2 separate regions of the Astyanax mexicanus genome follow, and region 1 is linked to region 2. A link is a contact called in public Hi-C data. All regions are on one chromosome and are shown on one strand. The core of a region is the stretch at or near the end of the contact, and the rest is flanking DNA. Distances in the headings are between cores, read along the strand shown. Region 1 holds the start of LOC103046602 (formin-binding protein 1). Region 2 overlaps rpl35 (ribosomal protein L35).

Region 1 (6,141 bases), core at 2,807-5,306, 46 kb before region 2:
TTTTGTTAGCAACACAGCAAATAGAGAACAGTTTTTGTAATGTTCATGCAGTTTTTGCTGCATGAACATAAACTCAGTAGAGCACAAAAATAATTTCTCTTTCAACTCGTTTTCTTTATTTTCATGACTAAATACATTGTAGATTCTCACTGAAGGCATCAAAACTATGAATGAACACATGGAGTTTTGTACTTAACAAAAAAAGGTGAAATAACTGAAAACATGTTTTATTTTCTAGTTTCTTCAAAATGCCCTGATTACTGCTTTGCACACTCTTGGCATTCTCTCAATGAACTTCAAGAGGTGGTCACCTGAAATGGTTTTCCAACAGTCTTGAAGGAGTTCCCAGAGGTGTTCAGCACTTGTTGCCCCTTTGCCTTCACACTGTGGTCCAGCTCACCCCAAACCATCTGGATTGGGTTCAGGTCCGGTGACTGTGGAGGCCATGTCATCTGCTGCAGCTTGGTCAAATAGCCCTTACACAGCATAGAGGTGTGTTTGAGGTCATTGTCCTGTTGAAAAATAAATGATCGTCCAACTAAATGCAAACCAGATGGGATGGTGTGTCGCTGCAGGATGCTGTGGTAGCCATGTTGGTTCAGTGTGCCTTCAATTTTGAATAAATCCCCAACAGTGTCACCAGCAAAACACCCCCACAGCATCACAGCTCCTCCTCCACCATGCTTCACAAAGGGAACCAGGCATGTGGAATCCATCCGTTCACCCTTTTCTGCATCTCACAAAGACACGGCGGTTAGACCAAAGATCTCAAATTTGGACCAAAGCACAGATTTCCACTGGTCTTATGACCATTCCTTATGTTTCTTGGCCCAAACAAATCTCTTCTGCTTGTTGCCTCTCCTTAGCAGTGGTTTCCTAGCAGCTATTTGAGCATGATTTGCTGCATCTCCTCTTAACAGTTGTTATAGAGATGGGTCTGCTGCTAGAACTCTGTGTGGCATTCAACTGTTCTCTGATCTGAGCTGCTGTTAACTTGTTATTTCTGATGCTGGTGACTCTGATCAACTTGTCCTGAGAAGCAGAGGTGACTCTTGGTCTTCCTTTCCTGGATCGGTCCTCATGTGTGCCAGTTACGTTGTAGCGCTTGATGGATTTTGCGAATCCACTTGGGGACACATTTAAAGTTTTTGCAATTTTCCTGACTGACTGACCTTCATTTCTTAAGGTAATGACGGCCACTTGATTTTCTTTAGTTAGCTGATTGGTTCTTGCCATAATATGAATATTAACAGTTGGGCAAATGTGGCTGTCGGCTGTGTAGTAACTTGACTTCTGCACAACACAACTGATGGAAATTCCACTAATTAACCCTGATAAGGCACACCTGAAAACCATTTCAGGTGACCACCTCTTGAAGTTCATTGAGAGAATTCCAAGAGTGTGCAAAGCAGTAATCAGATCAAAGGGTGGCTATTTTGAAGAAACTGGAATATTAAACATGTTTTTAGTTATTTCACCTTTTTTGTTAAGTACATAACTCCACATGTGTTCATTCATAGTTTTGATGCCTTCAGTGAGAGTCTACAATGTAAAAAGTCATGAAAATAAAGAAAACACAGTGAATGAGGTATGTCCAAACCTTTGGCCTGTACACTGTATATATATATATATATATATATATATATATATATATATATATATATATATATATATATATATATATATATTTACACATTTTAAGAACAGCTTACAACTAAGACTAGCTGCATATAAACTAGCTGCATATGCCTTTAGTAGTGCAGTTAGTTGATAAAAAAATGTAACCGAATTAATTACATGCTCTGTGATGAATTCATATCTGTCTGTCTGTCTGTCTGTCTGTATACGTAACCTTTGTGTCAATCTCTACTACTGGTATTAAGAGAGCGCCCCCATGCTGTGGCCTTCCCAAATGCATATGGATTAATTAGCTATGTTGGTCTTTGTTATACACAGAGTTGAAATTTGCCACGTCATATTCATGAAATTCCATCCTTCTTTGGAGATTATTAAACAATTTTTAAACAAGTTTAATATAGTGGCATACCGTATTACCATTATACAGCCCAGCCCTACACACAATGTGAATTATATCATGGGAAAATCTGGTAACAATTCCTTTATTCCAAATAATAGAGTAAAAATAAATATCAGAACAATAAATGTTTTCCCCACCTTCATTTAAACTACAGTCTTGCAACCATTTACACGTGGTAACAACGTTGCTAAGCTTATCTTACTTGGTAAATAACATCACGCATCAGCTTATTTAGCCTGAAAATGGCACTAACCTGCTCAAACTACATTCACATAGATTTATACCTATAGTTTGATGTTTAATACAAGTATAATAATAATAATAAAAATAATAATTACAAATACTTAGAAACCTACCTTTCTCCAACTTCAGCCGCCATTTTGAAAGCTGATTTCCATCTTCATGCTTGCCTTGAGTCATAAGTTTTACTTTCAACAAGTTTTCATATGTATTAAAGGCACATATAAAAATGTCTATATATTTTTTCAAAATCAATTTTACTTAAAATGGGTGTAATGTTTTAGGGGGAAAAAAATACAATGTCAGTTACAATTTCTATTTTCCTCATAGAAATAAATATTACTCTCACAACAAGGTCCGACTGATTTTTTTTTTAACTTACATATAGAGCCAAGTGTAGTACTTACTTTGTGTCTCCTAACACTGTGTTTTTAATAACAAGCTATACTTTTCATATACAGGTGCAGCCATGAAAAACCCAATTCTACCAGCGCCGACTGAGGCAGATGCCGAAAAATGTTTAAAAGACTACCTGCGGCTGGCACCAGGGAGGCGTTAATATCTATTTTTGTTTATAATTCATTTTAATTATTTTTACAGTTAATAAATATTTTTGTTTAAAGTTGATTTAAATTATTCTTACAGATAATCACTATTTTAGTTTAAAGTTAATTTTTATTTTTCATGACAATTAATCATTCATTTGTTTAATATCTAATGTTATTGTTTTTTCTGTTTGTGTTCATCATATTATTTATTCTATTGTTAAATTGGCATTTAATAAACTTGTTAAATATAGATTTTCAGTTTATTTTGTGAGTATTTTTATTTAATATTTATTATATTTAATTAATAACCATTATTCTTATTAAAGCAACTTGACCTATTATAGTAATTTGATGTATGCCGCGACGAACACACACACACACACACACAGGCACGCATACACACAGCTGATGTCTGAAGTGCAGCGTCTAAACGTCCTTTCTGCATCCACCCACGATGTTTGAAAGACGTATTAAAGATGAATAAACGCTCTATGAAATGGTCTGGAACACATCACATAAGCGTCTCTGGTACGCGGGCGAGATTCAGACGTAGTAAGAGTCGGTCTGGAACGCAGCGGCTAAAGGTAACCCACGACCACCCAGAGACGTCTCAGAGATTTAGTGCAGATGAGCAAACGCTCTTTTAAATACGTTGTCGAGACCAACACGGTTATGTGCCAGAGACGTCTTAGAGATGCATGTGTGCTATCAGGGTAATTTATTGTCCTCTTAATGTGTTAGAGAGCATCTGTTGTAAAGTTGTGAAGAGGTAGAGTTGGTATACAGTGAATAGCCTTATTTGAGTAAAGTTCTAATCCATATTATGACAAGAACTACTCAACTAAGTAAAGAAAAAATATACTCTAAGAAATGAAGGTCAGTCAATCTAAAAAAAGAACAAAGTATCCTTTAGTGCAGTCACAACGACCATCAAAAACGTCTTGATGAAACTGGTTCTCATCAGTACCACCCCAGGAAAGAAAGAAGAGTTCCCTCTGAGTTACCAGCCTCATAATTATAAAATTACATACATTTAATGATTAAACATTTCAAAATAATGACATTGCAATTTGCTTATCAATGTAGATTTGTCTCATTATTTTATTCCAGAAGAAGTGAATCTGAACAAATTATTCACTGAATCGGACCTTTTGAAAGAATCGACTCTTGAGGCTTCAAATCTCGCTCCGCATCGCTTCAGAAAGCGCGCTCCCGCCAAGCGCAGCTGTCACACGACCGCGCGCGCCTTGTATAGCTAAAAGCTACAGACTTCTGCTTTAGAGGAAGAACCTCACACACACGCACACACACACACACAGCAGGAAGAAGAGGAGAGAGAGAGAGCACCCCCCTGCTGCAGCCTCTCGAGAGAATACCCACCCACCTCCACACACACACACACACACACATTCACACACATTCTCGCGCGCGCCGGAGCAGATTGAGAGGATCGTGTTCCTGCTGCTGTGGACCTCTTTTAAAACACTCACACACGCGCGCGCACACCGTGGCTGTGGACGGGGGGAGACGGCGCGGGAGCCATGAGCTGGGGAACCGAGCTGTGGGTGAGTCTCAGTGTTTTAACCACAACAACAAACAGCGGCGGAGGCGCTGCTAACGGAGCTCGAGCCGCCTGTAACTGGTGGAGGAGGGGGGGGGGGCTGTTACCGGGGAGACATCGTCACCACACCGCGCGCGGACACGCTGCTGCACGGGTCTCGTGCTGTCTGCACGCTCTGTGTAACCGCTGTAGATTTGCACACGTGCTAAACTTTGCAGTGCCAGCCTTGTGCACGAGAGACTTTCAGCCCATATTGAACAAATGAGTTTGTGTTTGTGAAGACGATGAGGTTAAGAGTGTGAAGATGGTAAAGATGAGGTTGTGGATGGGAAGATGGTGAGGTTGAGAATGAAGATAATGCGGATGAGGTTGTGGATGTGAAGATGATGAGGTTGAAAATGTGTAGATGGTGAAGATGAGGTTGTGGATGTAAAGATGGTGAGGTTGAGAATAAAGATAATGAGGATGAGGTTGTGGATGTGAAGATGGTGAGGTTGAGAATGAATAAAATGAGGATGAGGTTATGGATGTGAATATGTGAAGATGGTGAGGTGGAAAATAAAATATGAGTGAGGTTGTGGCTGTGTAGATGGTGATGTTGAGAATGTGAGGATGAGTATAGGATGAGTTTGATGTGAAGATGAGGTTGAGGATAAGTATAGGATGATGTTGAGGGTGTGAGGATGAGATGGATGTGAGAATAAGGTTGAAAATGTGAAGATGAGGCTGAGCTTGAGGATGAGGTTGAGGATTCAAGGATGAGGTTGAGGATGTGAGGATTTGAGGATGAGAATTCGAGGATGAAGTTGTGGATGTGAAGTTGAGAATGTGAGGTTGTGAGGATGAGGGTGAGGATGTGAGGATGAGGTTGAGAATATTAGGTTGAGTATGCGAAGATAAGCTTGAGGATGTGAGGAAGAGGTTGAGGATGTAAGGATAAAGATTTGAGGTTGAGGATTCAAGGATGAAGTTGAGGATGTGAAGGTGAGAATGTGAGGATGTGAGAATGAGGTCAAGGATGTGAGTGTGAGGTTGAGGATGCGAAGATGAGCATGAGGATATGAGGATGTAAGAGGTAGAGGATGATGAAGTGAAGCATGTGAGGATGTGATTAGATCCTCCTGCTGCTACGGCTACAGCTGATGGATGATTGAGGCTTGTGCATGCTCCCTTTCTTCCTGCTGCAGTGTTGTGGTGGTGTGCTTTTGTGTTGTTTTTGGGTGCTGGGTTGGTTGGGTGCGGGCACGGACAGCGACAGACTGTCCAGAATCAATGCTGCAGTCCTCAGTCCTGCTCAGTATTGCTTAGAGAGCAGATCACAAATACTCGCTGTTTAAAACGGTCTGTGTGCACTGATGCACCTTTCTGTTCAGATTTTAGACTGGAGATGCATGCACAATCATTTGTTTCCTTATTTGGCTTCATGCATCAGTGCAAGAGATGGTACACTACTGATACTCACACGAATGAGCTATCTCTCTTTTACACGGTGTGATGATTATGCAGGGTGTGTGGTTGTTACTCTCAGTCCCTGTCCGCATGTTTCCAGAAATATTTCAAATGTGGACTTACACAAAGTGCCTTCCACATCAACAGCATTTCTGAATTTCTGAAACATAAAGGTAATTTTATGTCATTTTTATGTTAAAATGCAACTCCTTTGTCTTTTTTTTCTTTTCTTAGGAAGGGGTGTCAACACACAGTTGGACATATAGTATACTATGATTATATCTTTATAAAACGTTGCTGTTTTT
Region 2 (6,408 bases), core at 3,047-5,546:
AGATGACCCAAAGAACACTGAACCCAGGAAAGAACCGAGGGAACATAGGCACTAGGAAACATAGGATCCATGAAACATAGGACCCAAGAAAACATATGACCTATGACACATATGATCCATGAAACATAGGGCCCATGAAACGTAGGACCATGGAAACAGATGACCCAGAGAACATAGAACCTTGAAAAGAACCAAGGAAATATAGGACAGAGGAAACATAGGACCCAGGAAACATAGAGCAGAGTAAACATAGGATCCATGCAATATAGGACCCAAGAAACATAGGATCCAGGAAACATAAGATCCATAAAACCAAGGACCCATGAAACATAGAGCCCAGGAAACATAGGACCCAATAAAACAAGAAACATAGGATCCATGAAACATAGGACCCAAAAAAACGTAGGATCTAGGACACATATGATCCATGAAATATAGGGTCCATGAAACATAGGACCATGGGAACAGATGACCAAGAGAACATAGAACCTTGGAGAGAACCAAGGAAACATAGGACAGAGGAAACATAGGACCCAGGAAACATAGGATCCAGGAAACATAGGACATAGGAAACATAGGATCCAGGAAACATAGGATCCAGGAAACATAAGATCCATAAAACAAAGGACACAAGAAACATAGGGCCCAGGAAACATAGGACCCAAGAAAACAAGAAACATAGGATCCATGAAACATAGGACCCAAGAAAACGTAGGACCCAAGAAAACATAAGACAGAAGGAACACAAGATCCAGCAACTAGGAAATATACCATCCAGGAAATATAGGATCTATTAAAAACATAGGACCCAAAAAACAAAGGACTCAAAAAACAAAGGACCCAGGAAACATAGGACCCAAAAAACAAAGGACTCAAAAAACAAAGGACCCAGGAAACATAGGACCCAAAAAACAAAGGACTCAAAAAACAAAGGACCCAGGAAACATAGGACCCAAAAAACAAAGGACCCAGGATACATAAAACAGAAGGAACATAGGATCCACGAAACATAACATCAGTGAAACATATGACCCATGAAAACATAGGACCCAGGACACATATGATCCATGAAACATAGGATCCATGAGACATAGGACCCAAGAAAACATAGGACCCAGGAAACATAGAACCCATGAAACACAGGATCCATAAAAAAAATATATAGGACCCAGGAAATATAGGACCCAAGAAAACATAGGACCCAGGAAATATAGGACAGAAGGAACATAGGATCCAGAGAACACAGGACCTAGAGAATATATGATTCAGGGAAGATAGAACCCTGGGAACAATAGACACAGAAAACATAAGACCCTGGAAAAATAGGACCCTTCGAACATCGGACCGAGAGAACATAGGACCCATGACATATAGGACACCGGAAACAAAGGACATAGGGAACATAGATCCCGATAAACATTAGACTCATGAAACTTAGGACCATAAAACATGGGATCCGTGAAACTTAGGACCCAGGAAATATAGAATCCATGAACCATAGGACACAGGGACCATAAGACTTTGAAAGGCCTTGGAAAGGGTCCTGAAAGGTATAAAAGAATCTGAGAGCAAGAAACCCTGGGAACATAGAAACCTGGAACATTAATGAGACATCTGGGGTGCTCTAAAGACTAATGTTATCTTCTGTTTGTTAATCTGTCTGACCGCTGTCTGTATCTGTTCTCAGAGTGTCGGCTGATGTTTAGTATAAATCTGTTCATATTTACTCCAAACACAAACTTGCGTCTTATTACCTAAACATCCTTTAGTCAGGTGTGTGTGTGTGTGTGTGTTTGTGTGTGTGTGGTAATCATCTTTTATAGCTAGTAATAAAGTAATAAAGGTTCTGTATTGCTGCTGTGAAGATGTTATAACAGGTATAGGAATATAGTTCAAAGAGAAGTTTGCAAGCAGTTTAAATGAGTGTGTCGAGTTTAAATGTTATTTTATATAGTTCTCTTATAGATGTGTTGTAACAGATATAAGGTCAGCAGTAGTGTCTGTGGTGAAACAGCATTTTTGCATTAGGATATTGGGTCTAGCTCTTGTGTAGTAATTCCAGTGTGTAATAAACATGTAATAAGTGCACTGTGTGGCATTTTTATATATGGTATAACATGTATACAAGCAGTATCAGCAGTGGAGAAGCAGTTACTGTAGAAACAGCATTTTAATAGACAGTGTGTGTGTGTGTGTGGGGGGGGGGGGTCTGTGTGTTAGATGGGGCTATGAGAGGGCCTTGTTTGTGGTGGGAGAAAGAGAGTGAAAGGGCTCTGTGTATGCAAAAATCTTGTTTTGTGTGTGTGTGTGTGTGTGTGTGTGTGATATATATGTCTGTAAATGCTACTGAAGTTCATGCCGGACTTTCATGTCACAAAGGCAAATGTTTATTGTTGGACCACCCCTCCCAATTGCTTGTGTGTATGCATGCGAATTTGTGTGTGTGTGTGTGTGTTGCCCTGTTCCCTGTCCCCTGACTAAGAGGTTACAGTAGCATTGTTCTGCCTCATTCCATAACACAAAGCCCCTGTGTTACTCAATTACACACACACACACACACACAGCTGAGCATTTTGCACAAATATTTCTCCCTGAATGCAAAACTGCCCACAGTCACCAAACTTGCACAGCCCATAGAGAGAGAGAGAGAGAGACAGAGAGAGATATTGCCTCTGATTACTGTATAAACACCTAAAAGGTCCTTAAGTTTCTGGAGGCACTTAAAATCGTCTCACAGAGCTCCACAGAACCAGGAACGTACCCCTGAACAGTGTCCTTTCAGTCAGCTGGTCCTGAGACCCTCTGACCCTCAAACAGATCACCACAGCACTGCCCGACAACCCCATCTAAATACCAGCCAGCTCATCGCATACAGCAAGAACAGCTATCTGGGACATTTGGAAATCCAAACTCAGGCTTAGAATCAGCTAGAATAATTTCATGAGAGTAAACAACAGATCTCAATATCGGAAAAATAAACAGAATTGGAAAATTTGCAAATGATTGTACAGTCCCCCCATGCATCATATCACACTGGCTCACAGTACTTGCTGTAATACTTACTGTAGATACTTTTTTATAGTTTACATATATTTATCATTTTGTAAATGTATATAGCAGGTTTTATCTTTTTCTAATACTGTTTTCACAATTGTGGCTATTATTTTTAGTATTGTTGTAATGTTCTGGCAAAATTGTCTTGATTAAAGTTTGAGCAACAAAGCTACCGTATGTTTCACACTATAAGGCACACTTAAAATCATTCATTTTTCCCAAAAATCATCAGTGCCCCTTTTAAATCCTGTGCACTTTATGTATGAACATTACCAGTCAGGTAAAATCATGCATTAGCCGCTAACCTCTATTTCCCCATTAAGAGATGAGTATTATCAGCCTGTAGCCTGCTGCTAACCCTGGCTAGCTCTGCTGAAGCAGCATTAGCATTACCCACTAACTGCGCTAGCTCTTACACTGTTTAGATGTAATCATCGGCCTTTAGCCTGCTGCTAACCCAGACTAGCCCTGCTGGAGCAGCATTAGCATTACCTACTAACTGTGCTAGCTCTTACGCCGTTCAAAGGTATATCGGACTTTAGCCCAGCAGCGAGACCTGCTGAATTAGAAGTTCCTTAAAGTGTCTCTTTAAATGTGCCTTATAATCCAGTGCGCCTTATAGTGTGAAAAATATAGTACTCTGAATATTGAGAGAGAAAGAGTGAGAGAGGTAAATAGAGTGAGAAATATTGAGAGAGAGGCAGAGAAAGACGGACCTTAACCAAACAGAGAGAGCGAGAGAGAGAGAAAGATACGAGGTGACATAGATTCACTGTGCTGGAGTGTGTGTGTAATTAGGGTTGGTCTCTAATTATTACCGCTAGCACTCATTAATGAGCACACAAACACACATACACACAAACACACACAGAGCTCATGCTGTGTGATCAGTGTATTTAGATCAGAGTTTGTTCTGAATGCTGGTTGGCTGGTTGGCGGTTTCCACAGCAACGCTCTCAAACTCTGACACCACTCAGACGGATGATTTGATTTTTTTTGGTGCATAAAATTACATAATCAAAGACTAACCTATAAACATCAGTAAACAGCAGGTTCTTCAGAAATCCCCTTGAGTGTGTGTGTGTGTCCCATTATAAATCAGTGGTAACGGTGTTTGTGTGTGTGTGTGTGTGTCAGGGAAGTTCTGGTACCTTCTTTGATGTTTAGCCTTGTAGCCACATTTTTTTGTACACAACTGTGTGTGTATGTGTGTATGTGGTGTCTATTTGTGTGTATGTGTGCTTGTGTGTATGTGTGTCCATGTGAGTGAGTGTATCTGTGAGTATGCCTGTATGTGTGTGTGAGAGTGTGTATCTGTGTGTGTCTATGTGAGTTTGTATGTGTGTGTATGTGCTTGCTCATTTGCATGGTCTTCTACGGCCATTGCATAATGACTCAGTGATGACATCATGCAGAGGTGCCAGCTGCTGCTCTCTCTGAGCCTGTGCTGCCCCCTGTGGCTGCCAATGGAATTGCATGCACATGGTCACTTCATTTAAACGATAGATAGACAGACAGACAGACAGACAAACAGACAGATAGATAGATAGATAGATAGATAGATAGATAGATAGATAGATAGATAGATAGATAGATAGATAGATAGATAGATAGATAGATACTTTATTGATCCTGAAGGAAATTTAGCAGCCAGTAGCAGTTACACAACACAGTAGAAACAAACAATACGGGTAGTATAATAAGAGAGCAAAGCAAGAATATAAGACTCTAGACTAGAAAATTCCAAAAATAGATTTAAAAATATATACATAAATATATAAATACAAAAGCTATACAAAAGTGTGGAAGTAATCAGTCGTAGATATGAGGTAGTGCTGTAACAGAATAAATTGAGAGATGGAGCTTTTATAACTAAGCAAATGAAACTAAGGACATTACCTTTAAACATAAGTTGTAAAATGCAATAAACACAATGTTAGGACACCCCCACATTTATTCCAACTTAAAATGTGTAAAATTAAAATCAGGTGCCAATGATTAAACCATAGTTAATAAGAACTGTGGATGAGTCTGTGTTATTTAAACCTTAGATATTAGTTTGATTAGATCTTGTTGATTGTTGAAGTGAGTGCCTCGTCATGACCAGATACAAAGAGCTCTCTGAGGCTTTCAGGAAGCAGGGTGTAGATGCAAATGAGTCTGAGAGGGCATTTAAAAAGATCTCAGAACAATTACAAATCAGCCATTCTACATTCTAAAATAATTATTTACAAGTGGAGAACTCATGCAGTCTTAGCAAGTTGAGCACAAAAGCAGACCACAAGATGTGTAAAGAAGTCTCCAACAAATAAAAAGACGTAACAAAAATGTCACAGGATTTTCTCTCACAAATTGAGTCTATAATAAATAGAAACAATATATAAAACAAACAAAAAAATACTTTTGCAAACCACAGTCAGTCATATTAAGCCTATGGTTTCTGTTTTTTTTTCTCTTGAGTCTCTTGTAATTTAACTATGTATAACCATAACCAATCAAATTAAGACTATGCTTGAAGTGCAAACAAAGGCAGAACATTTTTTAAGGTTGTCTGTCCTTTCGTCACCTTTTTTACAGGCACTCCCCGACATTGATACTGTGTTTCCAGATCCCTCTTTAAAAAAATCATCACACCCATAGCATTTAACATCTGAAAGCGAATAACCGATATGCAAGGAGGAAATCTGTGAGGTCAAAACACATCAGGGAAGACTAAAGACCTAGACAAAGACAAGGACTTCTGAAACAATGTGATTAGGATAAATAAATCCAAAGTTAAAATATTATTTGGGCACAGAATTTTGGCACACACCAAACACAGAATTTGATCACAAGAAATGTGAAGTATGGAGGTGGATGTTGCATGTAAACAGTAAAGATAAAGCCTCACACATAGCTGAAAGAATTCTGCATGGAGGAGTGGGGAAATCTGCCAGAGGATTTTAGAGACTGGTAGATGTAAGGAGCATATGTTTAATTGAAGCATTGAGGCTTTTCCTGAAATTTCAGGTATTAGGACAGTATGCATAGACTGTCCTTTATTTTTATTCTTTTAATTTTACACCTTATGTTTAAAGATGAATTTGCTCAGTTCTATTTGTTTAGTTATACAAACGCCATCTCATCGCCAGCATTGATAAACATATCATACTTATTTAACTGTACAAACTGTTCAACTGTACAACCACATACCTCAGGAGTTACCTTTTATAGTTAACACTGAAGCTAAAAGGTTAGCTAAAAAAAATGGACGTCTGTGGGGACCAGTTAGCATGTTGCAACACCTCCATGGTTTCCTGTTGTTTTTAGCTTCACAACATCCTTTCCGTGATATATTTAGTCCATGTTTAGAGA

What was found. Hi-C and Micro-C count contacts between places; a contact is called where the count stands out from the background.
Region 1: a contact with region 2 is called in a Hi-C map of muscle, with 5 times the contacts expected there. The contact joins the promoter of LOC103046602 here to the enhancer-like site in region 2. A contact is called at or near these places in 3 of 3 Hi-C or Micro-C datasets (blood and muscle).

Annotation. Positions count from the first base shown.
Region 1 is chr17:25,593,664-25,599,804 of AstMex3_surface, reverse strand. LOC103046602 (formin-binding protein 1) reads left to right here and starts at 4,056. Exons shown (of 20, transcript XM_049466257.1): 1 at 4,056-4,391. The coding sequence starts at 4,368. The region is part of intron 1 of rpl35 (ribosomal protein L35); the gene reads right to left. It overlaps LOC111192663, which reads left to right. Exons shown (of 7, transcript XM_049466674.1): 7 at 921-982. The coding sequence ends at 982.
Region 2 is chr17:25,548,014-25,554,421 of AstMex3_surface, reverse strand. The region is part of intron 1 of rpl35 (ribosomal protein L35); the gene reads right to left. All of the region lies in intron 1 of LOC103046602 (formin-binding protein 1), which reads left to right. Among protein-coding and RNA genes, the nearest start is that of LOC103046602, 45 kb to the left of the region's middle. Within about 2 kb of position 4,296, the one cell type or tissue checked has an H3K27ac peak away from gene starts, as active enhancers do.